Linked DNA regions of Mus musculus: region 2 is linked to region 1. A link is a contact called in public promoter capture Hi-C data. All regions are on one chromosome and are shown on one strand. The core of a region is the stretch at or near the end of the contact, and the rest is flanking DNA. Distances in the headings are between cores, read along the strand shown.

The links. Promoter capture Hi-C pulls out the DNA fragments that hold promoters and counts their contacts.
Region 2: a promoter capture Hi-C map of the HPC-7 cell line shows a contact between it and region 1. The contact joins the promoter of Gp1ba here to the promoter of Sat2 in region 1. A contact is called at or near these places in 3 of 39 promoter capture datasets (the HPC-7 cell line, cranial neural crest and liver).

Annotation. Positions count from the first base shown.
Region 1 is chr11:69,619,773-69,625,585 of GRCm38.p6, forward strand. It overlaps Sat2 (spermidine/spermine N1-acetyl transferase 2), which reads left to right and starts at 2,280. Exons shown (of 6, transcript NM_026991.3): 1 at 2,280-2,560; 2 at 2,721-2,772; 3 at 2,935-3,018; 4 at 3,088-3,189; 5 at 3,340-3,380; 6 at 3,719-4,106. The coding sequence starts at 2,495. The coding sequence ends at 3,886.
Region 2 is chr11:70,636,888-70,642,700 of GRCm38.p6, forward strand. Gp1ba (glycoprotein 1b, alpha polypeptide) reads left to right here and starts at 2,235. Exons shown (of 2, transcript NM_010326.3): 1 at 2,235-2,311; 2 at 2,517-5,813. The coding sequence starts at 2,523. The coding sequence ends at 4,727.

The DNA.
Region 1 (5,813 bases), core at 1,030-3,529:
TTGAGTGCTCTTACCCACTGAGCCATCTCACCAGCCCCTGACTGCTTTCTTCTAACCACTGAACCATTTCTTAAGCCTAGAAATACACACATTAAAAAAAAAAAAAAGCATGGAGCTGGAGAGAGGGCTCAGTGGTTAAGAGCACTAGCTGCTCTTGCAGAGAACCCAGGTTCAATTCTCAGCTCACAACTGTCTATAACTCCACTTCCTGGGGACCCAACACCCACACACAGACAGATATGCAGGCAAAACACCAATACATATGTAAGATAGATAGATAGATGGATGGATGGATGGATGGATAGGTAGGTAGGTAGGTAGATAGATAGATAGATAGATAGATAGATAGATAGATAGATAGATAGATAGATAAAAATATAAAAGGCAGTTGGAGAGATGATTTAGAGAGGTGGCTCAGTAGTTGAGAGTGCTGGCTGCTCTTGCAGAGGACTTGGGATCAATTTCCGGAACCCACATAGCAACCCACAAGTACAGTTCTAGGGAATGGACATCCTCTCCTATCCCCTGAGGGATCCTGAGACAAACGTGGTGGACATATATACAGTGCAGGCACAAACACTCCATACCCACACACACAAAAACAAACAAACAAACAAACAAAAACAGATGTAGCGGGGTAGAGGTGGGGGGAGGGAATGTAATCAAAGCTACTGAGGCTCAGATCCAGAGTTCAAGACTTGGTTGGGGAAAGAACTCCAGAGTAGAGAGCTTGCTGTGCAAACAGGAAGCTGTAAGTTTGGATGGCCCACACCTACAATCCACCTGGACTGAGTGGCACACACCTTTGACCCTAGCGCTGGGGAAGATGGAGCAGTAGAGGGTACAGAGGCCAGCCTGCCTAGCAGGATTGACTGCTGAGCTCCAGGCTTCTTGGTGGAAGGCCTCTCTCTCTCTTTCTCTCTCTCTCTCTCTCTCTCTCTCTCTCTCTTTCTCAGAGTAACTGAAGAAGAGATTCAACCTAGACTTCTTGCTCCCCGAGAATTCGCATGCACCAGCAAGCACAACTGCACAGACAGCACACTCACTCACTGAAAATAAAATAAGAACTCAAGGCTGAGTGGGCGTGGTGCTCACACCGACAACCCAAACACTTGACACTGGAGAAGTTGTAAGAGATAAGAGGCTGCTTTGAGTTTGAGGAGAGCCTCAGCTGTATCATGAGTTTCAGGCCAGCATGGGTGTTAGAGTGAGACTCTTTGTCTCAAAAAAACAAAAACAAAAACAAAGCAAAAAAAGAGGTGGACACGGTGGCACAAGATTGTAGCCCCAGTTGCTACTGGAGAACAAAGGGGTATTGAGCCCAGAACATCAAAGGTTTGAGGCTAAGTCAGATATAGTGATATACATAATCCCAGCACTGGGGAGGTAGAGGCAGGAAAATCAGTAGTTCTAGATCATCCTTGGCTACACAGCAAATTTGAGCCTAGCCTGGGCTACATATCCAGGAAAATCTTCCACTCCCTGAAAACCCTATCAGGCCTGGCTTGGTGGCGCACGCCTTTAATCCTAGCACTTGGGAGGCAGAGGCAGGTGGATTTCTGAGTTCGAGGCCAGCCTCTCAAAAACAAAAAACAAACAAACAAAAAAACCACAAAACAACAACAACAACAACAAACCCTATCAGATATAAAGGAGAAAAAAGAATAAGGGACCTGCTGTTACTGTTAATTACAGGGATTTGTTAACAGAACCTAATGAGGAAACGTCAAAACACAACTGTCCCTTTGAGGACACCATTATGAGCCACAAAACAGCTATAGGAATCAAGTGTAGGGCTTTTTTCAGCATGTCCTGAGTACTGGATTTAATGCCTAGAACCAAAGAAGGGAAGGAGGAAAAGCTGCCAGAGGCATAGCACAGGGCTTCCACTACCAAAGACAGCTACAGGAACCGGTCGGGGGTCTTGGGCTCCCTCAGGGTCGGGGATGCCCCAGTGATTAGACGGCTAAGAGTGAAAACTAAAGCAGCTAACTGGAGTGTACTCTAACTAAAGCAGGGTAGGGGAGGACTTTTAAGCTTGAGGTATGTACGACACAGACTGGATAGCCAAGGCTACACAGAGAAACCCTGTCTCGAAAAACCAAAATAAATAAATAAAATACAAAATACAAAAAATAAACAAACAAACAGGAAGCTTAAGTAGTCCGGCGCAGAGTCCAGTCACTGGACAGCGAGGCGAGGCGGGACCAGGGGGTGGGGGTGGGGAAATGGTCGTAAGCAGCAAGCTGATTGGCTGCAGGGAGGCCCGGAGGGGGCTCAGAATTTAAGGCCTTTTCTGGCAGAAGAGACCACCAGGCCGGCTAATCCTCCCAGCTGAGACCGGTTGGTGCCAGAATCTTGTCTAGAAGCTTCTAGCATTTCTTCTGCCCCTCGCTCCCAGCACTTTGAGACCTGAGCTTTGAGACCAGACCTCCGCGGTTCTGCAAACGTGGGAGTTGTCTGTGATCTTTGATTTTTGACAGTGAGGCTCGGAATGGCTTCCACGCGAATCCGAGAGGCCAGGGAGAGCGATTGTGGAGACATTATGAGGATGATCCGGGTAAAGACTGCGGTTTGGAAAAACAGTGCGGGGTGGGGGTGGGGGGCTGGGAGCAGTTTGGCTGGAGTTGGGGAGTCAGAAATGAGGGTGCACCTTTGGACCCTGTTCTCAGAGATCAGGACCTTCCTGCCTTAATGTTGTTTTGGTACCCCTGTTATAGGAACTGGCAGAGTTCGAGAAACTGTCCCATCAGGTGAAGATCAGTGAAGAAGGTGGGTGAGGCTGTGCACCTGGGTCCTGATTGAGATGGGGGGCGGGTGATGGGGTGGAAGGATGGAGTCCTAAGATCGTAACTACTGGACTGGGCTTTACTCCAAGTTCCGGTTTTTCCCGGCCCATCTCTGCCTTTTTTGTCATACCTCCAATCTTTATAGCTCTGCGAGCAGATGGCTTTGGAGAGAACCCTTTCTTTCACTGTTTGGTGGCAGAGATTATCCCAGCACCTGGGGAGTCACAAGGTAAGGAAGCCTGCAGTTATCCTCCGTGTTTTTCCTCCCAAAAGCCTCACTCTTCTCTCTCATTTTCAGGGTCCCTTGTGGTGGGCTATGGGCTGTACTACTTCATCTATAGCACATGGACCGGACGAAACGTTTATCTGGAAGACATCTATGTGATGCCGCAATATCGGGGTACTGGCTGGGGCTAAGGATGGACAGAATGCCCACAGACCCAATGAACAGTCCTCAGACCTATCCCATTACCCCAACCTCAGATTATAGTTTCCTTTGATACCCTTTCAACTCAAATAATAGTCCTTCCTGTCCCTTTCTCCACTATAGGTCAAGGGATTGGTACCAAAATAATCAAAAAGGTGGCTGAGGTGAGCAAAGGGGTGGGGCTTACAAACTAGTTACCGCCCCCAAACGAAAGCCAGCCAGTCAGCCAAACCATCAATCAATCAATCAATCAATCAGTCACGTAAGTGGGAGTGTCGAGGTTGAATGAGGGGGATGAGAAAGATTTTTCTTTTTATTGTTTGTTGTTCAAGACAGGGTTTCTCTGTGTAGTCCTGATTGTCCTAGAACTTGCTCTGTAGACCAGGCTGGCCTCCAACTCAGAGGTCTGCCTGCCTCTGCAGGAATTAAAGGTGCTGGGATTAAAGGTGTGTGCCAGCCATTAGTTTTTGAGCCCTGTGCAGTAAGCGTATGTCTTCTACAGGTTGCCCTGAATAAGGGTTGCTCCCAGTTCCGCCTGGCAGTTCTGGATTGGAACAAGAAGGCCGTGAACTTGTACAAATTTCTAGGGGCTCAAGATCTGACTGAATCGGAAGGCTGGCTCTCCTTTCGATTTGAAGGCGAGGCAATGAGGGAGTTGGCAGGACGCTGACTTACGCCCTCTCTCTCCTGCCTCTTCTTTGGGATCACCATATCAAGTTTTCCTAAGACCATAACCATAGGCACTGACCCAGACAGACGCTCGCTCACCCAGAGGCCTCCCAGGGTGCAGACTCCTGAAGTACAGAAAGAGTGGAAGAGGGAGAAGCCTTATTAGGAACCACAAATAAAATACTTGCTTTGCCCTCATGGGTAGAGGATGTGATGCTGCAGCCATTTTGAAGCCCTTCTATTTGAACATTGTTCTGATGAGGGCTGGGACAGCCAAAGAGGCAGGGGTCATGGAGGCCTCAAGGACTCTGGGCACCCTAGTCTTGCCTCTAGCCTGTTAGAAAAAAAAAAAAAAAAAAAAAAAGAACAAGAGGGAATAAGCAATGGTATATCAAGCTTGTCATTCATCTTTGGAACCCAAAGATATTTTAGGACTAATGCGATAAAGGCCGCAGACTGTGCGCTGCCGTCAGCATTTCAAGGGACACTGGGAAGGAGCAATTGCCTCCCCTTGACTAATCAACCTCTACTAGGTAGGTATGATGCATGGTACTGGGGAGCCGGGAGTATAAAAACCTCCAGCTCAGGGGTTTGGGGGCCCACCAGGGAAAGTGAGACTTGTTTCATTAAAAAAAAAAATTAAAAAAAAACAAAACAAATCTTTAAAACACTGGGAATGAAGCTCAGGACCTCTGGAGGAGCAGTCTGCTTTTAACCACTGAGCCATCTTTCCAGTTCCCTCTTTCTTTCTTTTTTTTTGTTTGTTTGTTTGGTTGGTTGGTTTTGTTTGTTTGTTTGTTTTTTGGTTTTTTCGAGACAGGGTTTCTCTGTGTAGCCCTGACTGTTCTGGAACTCACTCTGAGGACCAGGCTGGCCTGGAACTCAGAAATCCGCCTGCTAGGCTGGTGAGATGGCTCAGTGGGTAAGAGCACCTGACTGCTCTTCCAAAGGTCCAGAGTTCAAATCCCAGCAACCACATGGTGGCTCACAACCATCCATAACAAGATCTGACTCCCTCTTCTGGTGTGTCTGAAGACAGCTACAGTGTACTTACATAAAATAATAAATAAATCTTTTAAAAAAAAATCCGCCTGCCTCTGCCTCCCAAGTGCTGGGATTAAAGGTGTGTACCACCACTGCCCAGCCCTTTTTTTTTTTTTTAGACAGGATCTATCTACACTATGTAGCTCTGGCTGGTCTGGAACTCCTTATGTAGACCACCAGACTGGCTTAGAACTCACAGATTTACCTCTTCTGCCTTGAGAGTGTGGGATTAAAAGTGTGTGCCATCACTACAGTCCTCTTTTGTCTTGTTGTTTTGAAGCCCACCCTGACCTCCCACTCCTGGTGTGTAGCCAAGAACAACCTTGGCCTTTCCATGCTCTGCAGGAGATAGCAGGTGTTCCCACCTTGCCCATTTCATGGAGGTGTTAGGGATGGGACAGAGGACATTCAACCTAACAACTGAGATACGCGTCCCCAGCCCTTGTTTCCTTTTTTTTTTTTTTTGGTTTTTCGAGACAGGGTTTCTCTGTGTACCCCTGGCTGTCCTGGAACTCACTCTGTAGACCAGGCTGGCCTTGAACTCAGAAATCTGCCTGCCTCTGCCTCCCAAGTGCTGGAGTTAAAGGCATGCACCACCACCCCTGGTTCCTTGTTTCCTTTTTATTTTTAAAAATTTTTAAAAAGATTTATTTATTATTATATCTAAGTACACTGTAGCTGTCTTCAGATGCACCAGAAGAGGGTGTCAGATCTCATTACGGATGGTTGTGAGCCACCATGTGTTTGCTGGAATTTGAACTCAGGACCTTCAGAAGAGCAGTCGGTGCTCTTAACCACTGAGCCATCTCTCCAGCCCCCTATTTTTTAAATTCTAAAAATAATTTATTTTGCTTTTATGTGCATTGGTATTTTACCTGCATGTA
Region 2 (5,813 bases), core at 985-3,484, 1.0 Mb after region 1:
ACAGCCCAAACTGACCTCATTTTAGCAATCCTCCTGCCTCAACCTCCTCACAGTTGCTGTAATTACAGGTATGAACCACCACATGCAGTGTTTTAAAGACAAGGTATTGCTCTTTTGCCCAGGCTGGAGTCAAACTCCCATCTCAGCCTACAAATTAACCAAGGCTACAGACATGTAGCTCACTGCCTGGCTCTAGCCATTGTTTGTTTGTTTGTTTGTTTAACAAAAGTGCTGGGATTAAAATGTGCAGCATTGCATCTGGCCTAGGTGATGTATCCCTTTCCTGTGGCTTTTATCTGAGACATGTAGCTCACTGCCTGGCTCTAGCCAATGTTTATTTGTTTGTTTGTTTAACAAAAGTGCTGGGATTAAAGATGTGCAGCATTGCATCTGGCCTAGGTGATGTATCCCTTTCCTGTGGCTTTTATCTGGAAACAGATAGCAACACAGTAGAGAAAACATCTTCAAAGGTTCACCATGATAGCTTCCACCTATGCAACCTTCTGCCTCATCTCCTGATACTTAGTTGTTCCATGTAGCAAATTATATAAGTAGCAAGTCTATGAATTAGCTGTATCTGGCTTGTGTCTACCCAATGTGCAGTCATCAGTAAGTAGGCTAAGGTATATGATACCCCTTCTGGGAAGGTAGGATCTTTAATCATTAGATGGGCCAGACAACTAACCAGGCTTGCAAAATCAAAATAGAGTTTCCAGAGGAATGAAGTTTGAGCTGGAACTTGCCAGATATGTAAGAGTTAGGAAGAAGAGAAGGAGTGAAATTCAGTATGAGAGAGAATGATCAGGAGAGAGCAAAGCATTGAACAATGGGGCTGAGCAGGTAGGTGGGCAAGTTTCAGATCCAGTAGGCCTCTGAAGACCCTGTTTAGGTACTTCAGATTGCCTTTTGAGAACTGTCAGGAGGCACTGGTGAGTTCTAGTAGTTGAAAGACTAGCAAATCTGCAGTTCTCCTAGGTGAAATAGAAGGGAAGTTAAAAAAATTTAGAAACCAACCAGAAGGCTACTGCAGCAAAGAAGATAGTGCCTTGGGCTGGGGAGTGGAAGATGGAAGGATTTCAAAGAGACCAGAGTTAAAATCAGGAGGATTTGATAGCAGGGTGTTAAGGTGGAAGGAGTATCAGGAAGTGTTTAAAAGGACCAGGTAACTGAGTAGCTGTGGACAACAGAGGAGGAGAAGCTATTTTTTTTTTTATGGGGCTTCTTTTTTGTTTGGTTTGCGGTCTCAGTATACAGCTCAGGATGGCCCCAAACTCATGATCTTCCTGCCTCTGCTTCCCATGGACTGGTGTTATAGACAGTCCTATACCTCAGGCCAGCAGATGAAGCTATTTGCATAATGAACTTGATTTTTAATATACTTGAGTTTTCGATGTTATTTTGTTGTTGTTGTCATTGTCGTCATTGTTATTATTGTTGTTTTAATGAGAAGGGTCTTCTTTTGTAGCTCAAGCTGGCTTCAAACTCATGGCCTTCCTGTCAGAACCTCTCAGTGATGTACACTGTTTCTATACTTGAAGAACATGTAAGAAGAGAACTCCAAGTGGCATCTAATGTTAAGTATGTAGGCCTCAGGAAACAGGATCTAGACTAGAGATAAAGACTTAAGTCTAGGGCAGAAGTGGTGATTAAATGCACAGCAAAGTATTTCCCAGGCACTTATGGGGTTATGATACAAAAACCTATGAAGCCTCTGGAAGCAGGTTTACTGCTCCAGAAAGCTAGAGGAAGCCACAGAGGAGTCTGAGAAGGACCAACCACACAGGCTAGAGAAAATGAGTGTCACTTGTCACATCCCCAGGAAGGAATAGTCCTGAGTATGGAGGCTACAAAAACAGTTTAGAGAATACCAGTCACGTGCCCAGGGGATGCAGACTAGAATGTCAGCAGTCCCCAGATTCGGGAGGGGCTCAGCTTAGGGTAGGAAGGTGGCATGGAGTGTAAGGAAGCATGACATCTCTAAGAACTGCTATGGAGAAGAGAGGCAGCACTCAAAGGAGCTTTTGAATGCTGGTGGCTAGTAGCTGCAAAGTCTCTAGATCTCTCCGGGGTGGAAGGAAAGTGAGAATGTAAAACCAAAAGGAGGGCTTTGGGGAATGCTGTGCAGAGAGCTGATAAGAGCCTTTGCCCGCAAGGGAGACTGTTCCCTGGGTCACAGGAGCTGATTATCAGGTTGTCATTTCCTCCCCAACTCTATCTCCTTCCTGCTCTTGGGCTGGCTCTCCTTGCAGCTAGTAGAGAGAAGGACCGAGTCATAGCCTGGAAGAAGCTCTGTTCCTCCAAAGGACTGTCTGTCTGACTGTAAGCTGGGGCTGGGACCAGAGGTGGAGAAGGTTCTAAGGAGGGAATAAGAACCAAGGGCTGGAGGCAGGGGTGGAAAAGGAGAGAAAAGTCTGGGAGGTGTGGAAGCTGTTTCTAGATGGGATCCTAAGAACTGCAGCAGTGAAGGGCTAAAAGCTGGGAAAATGATGTAATGGGTGGCATCCCTTTGCCCACAGGTTCATATGGCTCTCCTCATCTTGCTCTTCCTGCTGCCAAGTCCCTTGCATTCCCAGCACACTTGTAGTATCTCCAAAGTGACCAGCCTGCTGGAAGTAAACTGTGAGAACAAGAAGCTGACAGCACTGCCTGCAGACCTGCCAGCAGACACAGGCATCCTCCACCTGGGCGAGAACCAACTGGGTACCTTCTCCACAGCATCACTGGTGCATTTCACTCACCTCACTTATCTGTACCTGGATAGATGTGAGCTGACGAGCCTGCAGACCAATGGTAAACTGATAAAGCTGGAAAACCTGGACTTATCCCATAATAACCTGAAAAGCCTGCCCTCCCTAGGATGGGCATTGCCTGCACTCACTACTCTAGACGTCTCCTTCAACAAGTTGGGCTCACTGTCTCCTGGTGTCCTGGATGGCCTAAGCCAACTCCAAGAGCTCTACTTGCAGAACAATGATCTTAAGAGTCTGCCCCCCGGGCTCTTGTTGCCAACGACCAAGCTGAAGAAACTCAATCTGGCCAACAACAAATTGCGTGAGCTGCCCTCTGGGCTCCTAGATGGGCTGGAGGATCTTGATACCCTCTACCTTCAAAGGAACTGGCTTCGCACAATACCAAAGGGCTTCTTTGGGACCCTCCTCTTGCCTTTTGTTTTTCTCCACGCCAACAGCTGGTACTGTGATTGTGAAATCCTCTACTTCCGTCACTGGCTCCAGGAAAATGCCAACAATGTCTACTTATGGAAGCAGGGTGTGGATGTCAAGGACACAACTCCTAACGTGGCCAGTGTACGATGTGCCAACTTGGACAATGCGCCTGTCTACTCCTACCCAGGGAAGGGCTGCCCTACTAGTAGTGGTGACACAGACTATGATGACTATGATGATATCCCTGACGTCCCTGCCACAAGAACTGAGGTCAAGTTCTCTACTAACACTAAAGTTCATACTACCCACTGGAGCCTACTCGCCGCAGCACCTTCTACTTCTCAAGACAGCCAAATGATTTCTTTGCCTCCAACTCATAAACCCACTAAGAAACAATCTACATTCATCCACACACAGAGCCCAGGTTTCACCACACTCCCAGAGACCATGGAATCTAACCCAACCTTCTACAGTCTAAAACTCAATACTGTACTCATCCCCTCCCCAACCACCCTAGAGCCCACCTCCACCCAGGCTACCCCAGAGCCCAACATCCAACCAATGCTTACCACCTCCACCCTGACTACCCCAGAGCACAGCACCACCCCAGTGCCCACTACTACCATCCTGACAACCCCAGAGCACAGCACCATCCCAGTGCCCACTACTGCCATCCTGACTACCCCAAAGCCCAGCACCATCCCAGTGCCCACTACTGCCACCCTGACTACCCTAGAGCCCAGCACCACCCCAGTGCCCACTACTGCCACCTTAACTACCCCAGAGCCCAGCACCACCCTGGTACCCACTACTGCCACCCTGACTACCCCAGAGCACAGCACCACCCCAGTGCCCACTACTGCCACTCTGACTACCCCAGAGCACAGCACCACCCCAGTGCCCACTACTGCCACCCTGACTACCCCAGAGCCCAGCACCACTTTAACTAATCTAGTGTCCACTATCTCCCCAGTGCTCACTACCACCCTGACCACTCCAGAGTCTACCCCAATTGAGACAATTTTAGAACAATTTTTTACCACAGAGCTCACTTTACTCCCTACCTTAGAATCCACCACCACAATAATCCCAGAGCAGAACAGCTTTCTCAATCTCCCAGAGGTAGCTCTAGTAAGCTCTGATACTTCTGAAAGCAGTCCTTTTCTCAATTCTGACTTTTGCTGCTTCCTCCCCCTGGGCTTCTATGTCCTTGGTCTCCTCTGGCTCCTATTTGCCTCTGTGGTCCTCATCTTGTTGCTGACCTGGACCTGGCATGTGACACCACATAGTCTGGACATGGAACAATCTGCTGCATTGGCCACAAGCACTCACACCACAAGCCTGGAGGTGCAGAGGGCAAGGCAAGTAACTATGCCCCGGGCCTGGCTGCTCTTCCTTCAAGGATCACTCCCTACTTTCCGGTCTAGCCTTTTCCTGTGGGTAAGGCCTAATGGGCGAGTGGGGCCTCTGGTAGCAGGACGGCGACCCTCAGCTCTGAGTCAGGGTCGTGGTCAGGACCTATTGGGCACAGTGGGCATTAGGTACTCAGGCCATAGTCTGTGACAGTGAGTGGAGATCCTACGACTTCACTGGACTCTACTAGGATCTAACTGGGATGGGAGGCTGAGACAATTACAGGACATCCTAGCCATTTCTCCTTTATCTGAAGCCCCCTCTACATCTAGGCACCCAGATCCAGACCTCACAAATCAAGAGGTAGAGGTGATGGAACTGGGTGGTCACAGGATCAGCCTCCCACATTGAGCCTCCACTCAGAACATTGTCAGGCTACATGGTCACTACTACCACTTTGTGAGGGAAAAAGCTAGAAAAAGCAAACAGAAATGGAGCATGGCTCCCGCTCATTCATACTTGGAAGAAAACTTGGAAAGCCATTAGCCAGGATGGGAGCACTATCCCTAAATATCATGAGTATTTTTTCCCTGTTTAACACTTTCTGGTTTTCTACCAATGTTATCATTTGTATAATAAAAATATTTTTAAAAATAAAATGTAGCTTTTGGGGGGAAATGAGAGCGGCTGAAGCACCTGTTACAAGAATTCCCAAAGTCCCAACTGCTACCATCCTGATCCCAAATACCCAACAAACTTGTAGCTGTAGCTGAGGGTGGCAGGTAGGACACCTCCACCTTAGTGATTCATCTCCTGCAGAGCTTGGCTTCCCGTCAGGCTACCTCAGTATCAAGTCTAGAATAGAAAAGGCTCTAGAGCTAAAGCTGCCTGGCTGCAGGAGAGGCGGCTATGCTCCTCACATGTGTAGTCTTTAGAACACAACTCTCCTTGCTGGCCACGTCAGTGGGACTGGCAAAGGGTGTGGCAGCCTGTTGGGTTTGAGTCTCCTGTTTTCAAAGCTGGATGTAATGGCATCTTTCTCTCTCCCAAAATTTCATCGATTCTCCCAGTGAGGCTTTCTTCCACACCTCATTTTAGTTTAATTCGGGGATTGGGGGCCAGATAAGGGAAGGAAGGTTGCACTTTCCGGGGTCTATGGAATGCCCTTCTCCAGATGGTTCTAGATCTTCCGGTGAACCTGACTCAATCTCTTTCCTGCCATTAACTCTTCCAAGTAGAAGACAAATCTTAGAGGTTAGCCATCAGACTTTTCTTCATGGACTTCACCTTCTGAAA